Linked DNA regions of Mus musculus: region 2 is linked to region 1. A link is a contact called in public HiChIP or PLAC-seq data. All regions are on one chromosome and are shown on one strand. Each heading gives the region's core, a stretch centred on a gene start, on an enhancer-like site or on the middle of the called end of the contact. The rest is flanking DNA. Distances are from core to core; before and after follow the strand shown.

What was found. HiChIP or PLAC-seq counts read pairs in DNA pulled down with a chosen protein or histone mark.
Region 2: a contact with region 1 is called in an H3K27ac HiChIP or PLAC-seq map of the HPC-7 cell line, with 5 times the contacts expected there. The contact joins the enhancer-like site here to the promoter of Lgals9 in region 1. A contact is called at or near these places in 3 of 39 promoter capture datasets (the SN4741 cell line, macrophages and pre-B cells), 2 of 15 datasets of contacts at CTCF or cohesin (CD8 T cells and large pre-B cells), 18 of 484 Hi-C or Micro-C datasets (the 63-12 cell line, B cells, CD4 T cells and 11 more), 10 of 115 datasets of contacts at active chromatin or transcription factors (the HPC-7 cell line, the SCID.adh cell line, T-cell acute lymphoblastic leukemia and 7 more) and 5 of 9 other capture datasets (adipose tissue, embryonic stem cells, liver and 2 more).

Annotation. Positions count from the first base shown.
Region 1 is chr11:78,980,684-78,986,940 of GRCm38.p6, reverse strand. It overlaps Lgals9 (lectin, galactose binding, soluble 9), which reads left to right and starts at 2,017. Exons shown (of 10, transcript NM_001159301.1): 1 at 2,017-2,163. The coding sequence starts at 2,125.
Region 2 is chr11:79,026,825-79,033,168 of GRCm38.p6, reverse strand. Ksr1 (kinase suppressor of ras 1) reads left to right here. Exons shown (of 19, transcript NM_013571.3): 11 at 4,086-4,140; 12 at 4,646-4,694; 13 at 5,370-5,752. Gm11201 (predicted gene 11201) reads right to left here. Exons shown (of 6, transcript NR_045873.1): 2 at 5,499-5,648; 3 at 4,914-5,060; 4 at 2,436-2,522; 5 at 2,029-2,308; 6 at 1-726. Among named protein-coding and RNA genes, the nearest start is that of Gm11201, 6.4 kb to the right of the region's middle. Within about 2 kb of position 1,983, at least 118 of the 459 cell types and tissues checked have an H3K27ac peak or open chromatin away from gene starts, as enhancers often do. A contact at or near this core is called in CD8 T cells, the HPC-7 cell line, adipose tissue and 3 more, where this site is marked.

The sequences.
Region 1 (6,257 bases), core at 768-3,267:
CCAGTCAGTTCCTGTTGAGTAAGGCACTTATAACTGGGGCAAAGGTAAAAGGAGGCGCGTGGCCTCTAAGAAAGCATATCTAAGAATTAGTCTTTGCAAGTTTTGGTGTGTCTCGGCTGAGTGTAAGAAGAAATCGTGTTGCAGATAAGTGTCTGACTTCCTCCTTGGAACTGATTTTCCCCTTGGTATCCCTTGGTACCCAGAGGGCCATTCTGTGATACTGTAACAGAATGTTGCAGGCTAACTAATTCATAGAGAACGTAGGCTAACTAGTTCATAGAGAATGTATGTTTCTTTCTCTCTACCCTGGAGGCTGGGAAGCACAAACCAAGATAACCGTCTTATGACTGCATGGTTGAAGGCAGAAGGTAGAAATATAGGCAAGAGGTCAAATCTGCAGCTGCATGTCTTTTGCTAAGCCACACCAGTCCAAGGAAAAGAACCAGTCCCCAAACCGAATCAGCTCCCATGGTGCCGGGTACACTTCCCAACACTGATGCTGTGGGAATAAGTTTGCAGCCCATACTTCTCTGGGAATAACGACCACAGCTTTGTCACAGCAAGCTTGCTCCTAGCTAGCCATAGTGCAATCCCAAAGTCCTGAATGAGTCCAGGTAAGTCTGTTTTCCTGGCTCCCCAGTCCCACCCCCACCCCAAACCTGTCCTGCAATTCTTTGCTTCACTGATTATTTCCCTTAACTCATAACCTAAGCTGCAGGAGCTGGGTTTTGGTTTTGTGTTTTTGTTTAAGGCAGGGAAAGGCTGGTGATGTAGTTCAGTTGGTGGAGTGCATGTCTAGCTCATAGGAAGCCTTAGGTCCTAACCCCGGCACCATCAGGTAGAGGTGAGTCATAGGTATAATCCAAGCACTTGGGAGGTAGAGGCAGGAGGATCAGAAGTTCAAGGTTGGGGCTGGAGAGATGGCTCACTGGTTAAGAGCGCTAATTGCCCGAAAAACAAAAACAAAACAAAACAAAAAACAAAGACAAAAACAAAAAACCAAAAAAAAGAGCACTGACTGTTCTTATGAAGGTCCAAAGTTCAAATCCCAACAACCACATGGTGGCTTACAACCATCTGTAATGACATCTGACATCCTCTACTGGTGTGTCTGAAGACAGCTACAGTGTACTTACATATAAATAAAAAATAAAAATTATTAAAAAAAAGAAGAAGTTCAAGGCCATCCTTGGCTACATACTGGGTTCAAAGCCAGCCTGGTCTACATGAAGAAAAGGAGGAAGTGGGGAGGGAGGAAAGGAGGAGGGAGCAATTATGTATGTTGTAGACTAGGCATGCTGGGAATTCATGATGGGTCATCTCTCCTGGCTTCAAAACTATTTCAAATATTTCCTAGGGTCTCCTCCCTTGTCACTTGGAATATTCTACTGTGTCCAAAGTATGTTTCCTCTTCTTACCCCAAAACAGAGGGACAGAGGGGAGAGACAAGGAGAACAGACAAATTCACAGGCAGATGGCAATGAAGTTCCCAGGGCCCCCACATAGTCCACATTAACAACCTCAGCGGTGGTGTGTTTCTTGCAAAATAGCTCTCCATGGTTAAGCTTTCACACCAGGGAGAGATGCTTCTTGGAAGCCTACAGCATCACAGAGATTTCGGAGTGCCCGTAAGGAGTTGTGTAACCTTGCTCATGCTGCCCCTTGGTCTTTCTGAGCACTGTTTTCTCTGCACATACAAAGGTCTGAGGAAGGTCTTTTCCACGGATGCCCACCCAGAGGACAAATGAAGGCTCAGCTCTGCTAGATGGGGTGAGGAAGCAGGCTCAGAAGCACAGCCACTTCTGGCCGAGGCTGTCGAGGAACGCCTGCTGGCCATGTGACTGGTTCTCTGGGCAGAGCACAGGAAGGGAAAGTCAAGGCAGAGCAGGGAACACCCAGTGTCCACTGGTCCTAGGTCCTCCCACTGAGTCCCACCTCCAGCCCTCCACCCTGACATCAGCTTTCTTTTTCTCTAGACACTTCCCTCAGCCACTGAGCTCCTCCCCTTGAAGAAGTGCCAAATAGCTGTGGTTTCTGTTTCCTAGCTCAGCCCTGCCCTGCGCAGAGTTCTGTCGTCCACCATCGAGTGAGGAAGAGAGCATTGGTTCCCCTGAGATAGAAGAGATGGCTCTCTTCAGTGCCCAGTCTCCATACATTAACCCGGTGAGTTGTGGGATGCAGTTGTGGGGTGATTGAGGAAAAGCTAACGGCCACATCCAGGGGAAGTTGCTCTGGACCTGTGGGGAAACAACGGAGTGGCACAGATAGAGGGTGGGGTGTCCTGCAGACAGCACATAAGGGACAAACATGCCAGGCATGTCAGCTGGGTCATCCTGATGCAGCTCGTGTCTCATGCTAGGCTTGCTGTGCCTCTGAGGACCCAAGGGTGCCACTCACTATGATTTATGAGGTGAATTAACATGTGCCTGTTCCATGCTACCTGGTAGCATCTACAAAGGAAGGAGACGGTTTATATGATGATGTGGATGGGCTTGTTGGGGGTGGGGGGAGGTAGCAGGTAGCAGATATTCACATGACACTTAAAGTGTCTGCCTTAGAGAGGATCTCTGTTCAGCCATTTACAAACTAGGTGATGTCGCACGCGCAGTACTTTCTCCTCTCTGTATCTGTAAAATGGAAATAATACTTAGTCTGTCTCCTGAGGTTAAAACAAGGAGAAAGCAGATAGCACACGTGGGTGTTTAAACAGCACCTGGAACATGGAGGTGTCTTGGGAGTGCACGGGAGGGGAACAGGGAAGCCCTCCCCTCTGTTCTCCAAGGGCCACATCAGAATTCACCCAAGAACACTTCCAGAGTGTGTGCAGACAGGCAAGTAGGGACTGTCTTTTAGTGCAGGGTGCAAAGGGCTGCCTTGGGCTCCTTTTTCCACCCCCTGTCTATAGGTGGTTTTGTTTATACACTAGGAAGCTTAGTAGCCACACTGTAAGTGGAGACACTGAGACTTTGAGAGGTCGAGGCCTTGCCACATGTCCTCAGATGGTGGGTGACAGCGAAGGAAAGTGCTTTTCCCAGAAGAGGGGATGCTCATGGGGAGATGGCAGTAATGGAGACGAAAGTGATGCTCCCAGGAACCTTCTGTAGAGTCGCCGTGTGTGCAGGTGGGAGATAGCAGGGTCTGTAGGTGAGCTGGCTGCCAGAGCCCAGCGTCAGAGCCTGATCTAGCACGGCTCTGGGCTTTGCTTGGGGCTACCAGTGTCCTCAGCCACAGGGTTAAGGCTTCTAACTTGGGACCTGCATGGAAGGTAGATGGGAAAGCTAGAAGGGACTGTCCAGTGTCTCTGTGGGGCCTTCAAGGGCAGGACGTGTCACAGGGGCATGATACACCCACTCTGGTTTCCCACCAGGCAGAGCTGACAACTTGAATTTAGAAAGTAGACTTTTCCCAGCACTAGGGAGGCAGAGGCAGGCGGATTTCTGAGTTCAAGGCCAGCCTGGTCTTGAACAGTGCCCCATCTTTAAAACAATCAGAAAAAAAAAATGAAGGAAAAAGCAATATTTTCAATTATGAAGGGAAATCCTCCCACGGGGGAGGGGAGAGGTTAAACAGGTCTTGGTGGGAGACATGGAGGCTATGTCGCCGTAGCACTGGGATCACAGGTCCTCCTACCTGGCTGGTCTCACTCAGTGACCCACTGACTTCTGCAGCTGTGGGTCACACGTCCACTGAAGTGCTGACGTTGTACAAAAGTCATGTGACTCCTGTCCTGCAGAGGAACAGTATTGTCACAGCCTGAGGGCCATGTCATGGACAGGCTTGGTTGCTGACTCCCATGAGGGTCCAGAAGAAGATGGGACTGGGCAGTATGACTCTCTTGTGTGACCCTGGTGACCAGGGGCCAAGGGCATGTATGTGCTTCCTCATGAAAGGGAGCCTATATCACCTATGACGGAGAACATTGGTTCTAGTGTCTGAACCCCAGGCTTGTCGTTAACCAGCTGTGTAGCTTTGGGCAAGTTACTTAATTTTCTGCACTTCCGTTTCCTCGCCCACAAAGACAGTAAAACCAAAGCTGTTAGGATGCTTGAGGAACTGTCTGGGTCTTTGAACTTCTGGGACGGCTGGGCCTTCTGGCTTGAAAATATGCCAGACACTGCTGGTATCCAGACTGTGTGCCCCAGTAGACCACTGAGCTGACCATACTCTGTCTGTAGGCTCTGCCTTCTGCATGTCCCAACAGGAAAGGGAAGCAAAAGACTTTAGCCTCTGGGTAGAAGATGAGTCTCGGCAGTCCACGCTTCTTCTAGACAAAATGTATTTGTTTGTTTGATTTTGTTTGTTTGTTTGGTTTGTGTGTGTATGTGACAGAGGTCAGAGAACAACTTTGGGAGGCAGACTTTTTCATTCGCCATTTGGGTCCTGAGGGTCTAACTTGCATCATCCGGCTCAGTTACGAGTGCACTTATCTACTGATGCATCTCACCAGAACAGACCTCTTCTTTCCATCTATTTCAGAGCCTGACCCTTCTTATGAGGATACTGGTGATTTTTTAAGGCTGGACTGGGTAATTTAGCAATCTCCCCAAGTCCATGGACTTCAACCTATCAGCACAGTCCCTTTCATCACTTAAATCAACATAGTCCCAGGTTCTGTGCCTTTGCTGGGGGGGAGGGGAGGGTGAGGCGTGCCATACAGACCTTCCCAAAGTCTCTCAGTCCTAAAGTTTATCTATGAATTAGTAACCAAGTACAAATAGCCCCTCCCACCTTCTATACAATGACCTCATTTGGGCTCAGTAGGTGAGGCTCTGGCCACTGAGCTTGGTGACCTGGAGTCCACAGGGTAGAAGGAGAGAATCGATTCCTCTGTGTTGTCCTCTGAGCTCCTCAACCACACAAAAATGAATAAATAACCACAGGTGCTGCCTCTCCACTGTTCCACCTCCATGCTCTCTACTCTGAATTCATCACATGCAAATAGCATCAATTATTGCTATTTATCCTGTGTGTATAGGCATACAAGGAAGTGTGCTTGTCTAGAAAGTTTGAGAGCCTGGGTTTAATCCCTAGCATCACAGAAACAAAGCAAACAACAACAACAACAACAACAACAACAACAAAGCATTTGCTTCCAGTATTATATATTGACTTTCTCCTTTTAGTGGACTTTTAGGTCCTTCCCCATCTTTTTACTATTCTTATGCTTTGCTTATAAGATTCACTCATGTTAGAATAATGTGTCTCAGACTTTAGAACACCATTTAAGATACTAAAATCTGGGGCTGGTGAGATGGCTCAGTGGATAAGAGCACCCGACTGCTCTTCCGAAGGTCCAGAGTTCAAATCCCAGCAACCACATGGTGGCCCACAACCATCTGTAATAAGATCTGACTCCCTCTTCTGGAATGTCTGAAGACAGCTACAGTGTACTTACATATAATAAATAAATAAATCTTAAAAAAAGATAAGGCATTATTGCTTTAAAAAAAAATACTAAAATCTAAGCCAGGGATGGTAGGACACATTGGCTCTCTCAACACATAGGAGCTTGAGACGGAGGTTCAAGGGTCAGCTTTGGCTACAGTCTGCCTGGGCTAAGTGAGATTGTCTCAAACAAACAAAAACAAAAACATGAAGTCTCAAGAAGGTTGTTTGTTTTTTTTTTTTTTTTTTTTGGAAAATTGATACTTCAGAGATAGATCTGTACTGCTCTGCTCCCATGACCTCTGTCCATTATTCCTCTGTCTTTCTCCCACACCTTCTGTGCACACATGTGACCACATCCCTATCATGCACTGCACTCATGACCACATACCTATTATGCAGGTTTCACAGCTTGTGGTCTTCAAGGAGTACAGGTGGGTTAAGTGTCGAGCCTTCAGCTGCCAGCAAAAGTTCTAAGGACAATTTCAGGAGTGGGGAGGAATTTTCTTTTCTTTATTTTTAAAAAGGTTGATTTTGATTTTTGTTTGTGTGTGTGTGTCTCTGTGAGTGTATGCCATGTGTGTATAGTGCCCAAGGAGGCTGGAAGAGGGCGTCAGATCATTGTGCTGGAATTTCTAGTAATGAGCTGCCTGGCAGGGATCCTGGCATCTGCACTTGAGTCCTCTGGAAGACTTCTCCTGCCCTGGAGGAGTTTCCAATAACCATCTTGTCAGGCTAGGGACACAGGAAGTGTTTTTTGTCTAGAAAGTTTGAGACCCTGGGTTTTATCCTTAGCTAGCACCACAGAAACAAAATAACAACAAGGCCAATCCACAGTTCCCTCAGGCTGACTGGTCTCCTGCATTCCATGG
Region 2 (6,344 bases), core at 734-3,233, 46 kb before region 1:
CTCCCCATCTCCCCCGAGAGCTGAGTCGGCAGAGCATCTGCTGAGCATAGGATTAATGCACTTCATACAGATGAGGACGCTGGGGTTAAGGAAGGAGGAGTGGCTGGCCCAGCAATGTACACAGAGCCTGGCTTCTTAGGATGACCCGGGATGCCAGCCTGGGCTTGGCGTAGTTTCTGCCCGGCATCATCCTCTCTCAGAGCTGATGTCTGAACTTGAGAGTGTCGTGATAGGCAGCAGGGAGCAAGAAACCTACAGTGCATCTGTTGCATACCCAGTTCTGTGCCTGGGTCTAGCTACGCAAAGACGATCTCACATCCCTTCCTGTGCCACCCAGAGACCATAGGGAATTAAAATAAGGTGGTCACCACTGAGCAGGTGAGGATTCCGGGCCCTGGGGCAACCCTGGAGGAGCAGAGCTGAGCCCAGCTGCCCTCAGAAGCTATGCTCAGATCCCGGTTGCCCCGGAACTGCTGGAAGAGGCCAGGATTGCATTCCTGTCTTACCATTGGTTCTGGTCAGCCACACTGGGCTGCCCTGTCTCCAGGGTGCAGAGCAAGGCCCACTTACCTACATGGCACTTAGCTGTCACCTTGGCAAGAGATGTCAAACCTCAGTCCTGGGCTTATCTGGTCTTTAGTCCTAATGGGAAATGCTGCACAGTGATGTTCCTGTTTGTTGTAGCCCACAGGATCCAGATCAGTCCCATCACTGGTTCCTAGAATTCTAAGCCCAGAAAGACAAGAGTACCACCACACCCCTCAACCCTTCACCTGGCTAATGAGACCGACACTAACCCTATATACAGCCAGCAGCTGGCCAAGCAGCCTCTGGCCCATTGGGGACTTTGGGACTTCTCTTGGGGGTGGCAAGGGGTAGGACTCTTCCGTCCCTTGTTCTTGTGCCTTCCTTAATATGCATGTGGCTGGATTGCTCCTAACAGTGCAGTGAAGTTTGTGCCCTGCGTACCACCCCACCCTCTGGTTTAACACAGCCACAGCCCCTGGATTCACTTCCTTTCCTGTTGCTCTGCCTTTACTCTCTGAACAAGTTCTGTTTGCTAAACCATCTAGTTTGGGTTTTCCACAGAAGGGCCAGTTTGAAAAGCAAGGGACACACACACAAAAAAAAGTCTTTTTTATTATATTGATCGGACCCTTTCCACTAACACAGATGACCCATAAAGGAGATGGGTTTCCTTCATCCCTTATGCAGAAGTGTCACCTTCTCCATGATCATAGTGGACTCACAGACAGATCCCTAGGGAACTGAGAAGGCTTGAACCCCTCCCACCACCTACCTGTCCTGTGCTGTCCAGGATCCTCATAGCTGTCCTGCACAGGAAAGCCTGGGCAAGCTCATATATCTCCCTTGTTCAATAAGGCACTGAGGGGTTAACTGCCTCCTCAGTCCCCAGAGCCTTAGCATGGAGTAGAGCCGAGGTTGGACTCTCCTAGAGTTCCAACTTCTTGCAAGGCCAAGGCAGGAGAATGGGGCCCATGTGTTTGAAACCAGCCCAAGCAAGATAGCAAGCATCTCAAAAACATAAGCAAGTGGTATGTCATGGTTCTAAGTCTGGAATCACAGCACTTAGCCCGATCCAGAACTCAGGCAGTGAGGTTAAGCTGTTTCCGGGCGGGGCCAGACTGAAGGGAACGAGGCTTTTCTGCACACACCATTGAACCTTGTCAAAGCCACTGATCTCCCTACTCTACCTGAGCCTCCTGACTCAAGGACATCTTTCTAGAATAAACCTGGTCCGAGCTTTTCCCCCATGCGCACTGGCCAGGGCTGTGCGGCTAGGGAACCACCGAGCTGGTGTGCTGCCGCCCCATCTCTAGTGCAGCATCACCACTCGGGGCTATCCACGCCCCGACTCTCTCCTAATTTGGGTCTCTTTCCTGGATGGCTCCACCTTTTCTCACCAGAGCCCCTGGGGCAGAGCCGCCTAAGCCAATAACCAGTGCCTGCTCCCCCCAAGCCCACGCCCCCCCTCCTCCCGCGCTGCCTGTGCACTGTGTGACTCACCTCCTCTTCTGTTTAAAGCTGCCTACTTCATTCATCATAGACAGCAGTTTATCTTCCCAGGTGAGTCTTCTGCGTGGGTCCACTAACTGCCCCTTGCTGGGACCCTCTCCTTCCCGCCGGGTGCCTTCTCCCCACACGTTTGAGTCCACTGCAGCTAGGCAAGAGGTTGCGAAGTCCTGGAGGTGTGGACCTTCATGTGGGCAGTACCTTGCTGGATGGGACTCTGGAGTCTGTCCATCCTCCCTAGTCTTTTACAGGGAACTGGTTCAGGGTCACACTGCTGTGAAGTGATAAGAGACAGATAAGAAAGCAGAACTCACACATTTGCAGAATGAGGGAGAGGAACTGCTTGCTGATGGTGCCTGGTGAATAATGAACAAGGCAAAGCCAATTAGGGAGAGTCTTACAGGCATTGGCATCTGTCAGCTGGCTTTGCCTTTCCCAGCCTTAACACACAGCGCCCCCTGCTGGCCGTCACTGGAACTACCTTCTCACTGCAGAAAGTTTGAAGAAAAAAAACTTTCATTCAATAAGGCATGGATTGATTCCCTCCTACAAAAAAAAAAAATCTATTTTTGCACACCTGTGCATTTGGCCATACTTCTTCACCTTCTGTCTGTATAGGATCAATGCTTTTCTCCTCCCGCTGGAAATACAGTATTTCCACACAGTGGGCTTTAGCTGACTCTAATAGTCTTTTTTTTCCTCTGGTTTGCCAAGACTGGAAGACTCAGTATTTGGGTATTCCAGGCCTTTCTATCTCCCAGATCAGCTCCATTCAGGAACTGAGTTGGAGCATTTGGCAACCCTTATCCCTGTAACGCTACTTGGGTGTGATCGCCAGCTGTCACAGCTTGGGAGATCCGCCCCTTTTGTATGATCCCCTACCTCCCAAGAGCCTTCCTAGTTACCATCTCTAGGCTATGTATACTAGTGTTCCTCCCCAACCGAGGAGCCACAGTGCTTTTTCCTGAATGGCCTGTTTTGTCCTGAAGGTGGGCGTAGAGCCCCATATACCAGTTGTAACAGGGACAGGTAGGAACAGACTGCACAATGTACTCTTAGCTTCCAAGAGCAGGTGTGAGGCTTCCCAGACGTCCGCCCACACCCCCACTTCCTACACTTCATCTAAGGCATGTGTAGCTTCTGGAATGTTCTGAGCACGTGTGGACATGCTGGCCTGGTAGTCTAGAGGCCATTATAGCGGTAGCCGGAGAGGCTGGAGATGTTTCTGAGGCCCGTGGACTCCCAACACTGACCAGGATGTCAGGCACATGTGTGCGTGCCCCGTTAAGAAGGCCCACAGCTTCTGTCAGAGTTTGGTTCCGCGGGCTGAGAAGGAAGGTTTTTGTCCGGGCAGGGGAGGGACTACTGACAGCTTGAGCAGTTTCTACTAACTGATCCTCTTTGTTGAAAGAGGGGAGCACTGACCCCTACCACCACTCTTCATGTAGCACTTCGCCTCCACTTTTGAGGGGACCATCTATTTCTGGTGCCCTAGAGGCGGGTCTTTATGCTACAACTAGACTACCTAGGGTCAGGGGTCAGCCTCAGCTGCCTGGCCTGGAGCCTCCTGGTACACAGACTGAATTCCCTCATCTTACCCAGAGCTATGGCACTAGCCACCCAATTGGGTGACCCGCAGCTATATACCGGATGTCGGTATCACAGGTGTTATCAGGTGCCATAGAGCTGCCGGCTCTGCCACTAGCTAGGCAAAGGGGGTCCCTACTTTAAAAAGTGACAGCTAGCCCTGCTTCCTACCAGAGGTAGTAGTGTTAGCTTTTGTCACTTGCAGAATCATTTGGGCCCAGGGCATTGGTATTAATTATTGGGGTCTCTCTAGAGTCACTCACGTGGAGCCTCTGCCAGGGGCAGCGATGTAGACCAAAGGCTGTAGACTGAGTCTGTGGCAGCTTACAGAACGCAGTAAGCTCCTGGTGGAAGTGGCCTGAGGAGCAGCGGCAGCTCAGGAGAGAGGGGGTGCCCTGGTGTGCCGGTCTTTGGGGATGAAGGCAAGCTCTCTCTCACTCTGCTCCTGTTCTTTTTTCCTACAGACATTTCAGCCTGTTCTCAGGCAGCCCCGCTGTCCAGCACAGCCGACAGTACACGGTATGAACCCTCCCCAGCCATCTCCCAACCCACCCCTAAATTTCTGACCCTCTGAGCCTGGGAGTCAATCGCCTCCTGGCAGAACAGTGAGCCCTGAGTGGGGCTGGGTATACAACGGCAGCAGGCTTGTGGCCCTCGAGGGAACGGAGGTGAACAGAGACTAAACATAACCCCTGCCTCTGGATCCCCTCTCCATTAGGTTTCCTTGAGCACTTGGCTCCGGGTCGCTCAGTTCTCAGCCAGTGAAGTAGGTCTCCCAGAGGGTGCAACCACTCTGAGGGGTTAGATGACACGAGTTAACATAGCAAGGATGTGATAGCCAGGTCCCAGAGGCAGGAATGTGGGGCCCTGCACCAAATGCCCACCCTCATCCTCACCCACTCCAGTCAGCCTCCTGCCTGAGTCCCCAGCATCCACATTGCCTTATCCGCCCCGCCCCCCCCCACCCCCCCCCCCCCCCCCGCCCAGCCCAGAGTCTCCTTGACAAAGCCCATTTCACTCTTAGGCTCGACGACCAGCCCAAAACAGATGTGCTAGGTGTTCACGAAGCAGAGGTGAGTAGGAGCACCATGTATGAGACCCAAGGTAGCTGCCCCGTGTCCCCTCCTTAGGGTGTACAGGGTAGGTGGAAGGCATGGGGGAGGAGGGTGCTGAGCCTGTTGCGGCTGGTGTGGGTAGATACGCGCATGGGAGAAGAATGTGAAGTGCAAGCTAGGGAACTCGCTGAAAGAAGAACCTTTCTATTCTCCTGTTCTCACTCCCTACCCACAGACCTGGGCCTGGGAGCTAAGTCAGTCAGCCTGGGGTGGGAGTTGGCATCTCTATGCTCTCAGAGCTTGATAGGTGAGTTCTGATCCCTGCCAAGAACCGCTGTCTTCATCATAGTCAGGTGTGGTGATGCACGCCTGTAATCCCAGCTCCTGAGAAAGTAGAGGTCAGGAGAGTCACAAGTTCCAAGTCATCCTCTGCTACATAGTAAGTTGGAGGCGAGCCTGGTCTACACGAGCCCCTGTCTTAAAAAGAAAGAAGCCACTGGCTTGGCCTTCAAATGGAAACATGAACCAAGCTTGGGTCTCTGCAGTGCAGCGCAGTGAAGGCAAGGAGCATGGACATCAGAAGCTGTGTGTTCAGACAGAGAGGACCAGGAGGCCAGGGTAGCAGGCGTGGGGGCGCCTGGCCAGCACTCCAGGAAGAAAAGACCCAGACTCCCTCCCTCCCTCTTCCTTCAGGCTGAGGAGCCTGAGGCTGGCAAGTCAGAGGCAGAGGATGACGAGGAGGATGAGGTGGACGACCTCCCCAGCTCCCGCCGGCCCTGGAGGGGCCCCATCTCTCGAAAGGCCAGCCAGACCAGCGTTTACCTGCAAGAGTGGGACATCCCCTTTGAACAGGTGGAACTGGGCGAGCCCATTGGACAGGGTCGCTGGGGCCGGGTGCACCGAGGCCGTTGGCATGGCGAGGTGGCCATTCGGCTGCTGGAGATGGACGGCCACAATCAGGACCACCTGAAGCTGTTCAAGAAAGAGGTGATGAACTACCGGCAGACGCGGCATGAGAACGTGGTGCTCTTCATGGGGGCCTGCATGAACCCACCTCACCTGGCCATTATCACCAGGTAAGCCACCCCTTCTCGGCCCGTGAGCGGCATATCCTTCCTGTCCCTGCAGCCTGCTGCTTTCTATGAGTGCCCCGGGGAGTGTGGAAGGGTTATTAGAGAGAGGACGAAGAAAGGCAAAGATGAAGCATCGTTTCTGCATCCACACGGGACCACTGACGAACATCAGAGCTGGATGTGGCAGCGCACACCTGGAGTGCTAACACTTGCAGGTTGAGGCAGGAGAATCTTGAGTTTAAGATAGCCTGAACTACTCAGCAATACTCTGTCTCCCATCCAGATAATAATAGTAATAGTAATAATAATAGTAATAGTAGTAGTAATAGTAGTAGCAACAATAATAATAATACTACCAACCACCTCTGGGCATAAAGAAAATCCCAGTGCTCTGAAAAGATAGAAAGCAGATTCTCCGCTCACACCACCTTGCATGAGTGCTTTTTCCCAACAGAAGTGAGTGTGGTTAATCTCAATATTCTTTTCATTAACATAAAGCAGGTTGAGGACCTGTGAGACAGCTCAGCAGGTTAGGGTGCTTGTTGCATAAGCCTGTCAGCCTGATCGTGGTCCTCAGAACCCATAGTAAGGGAGA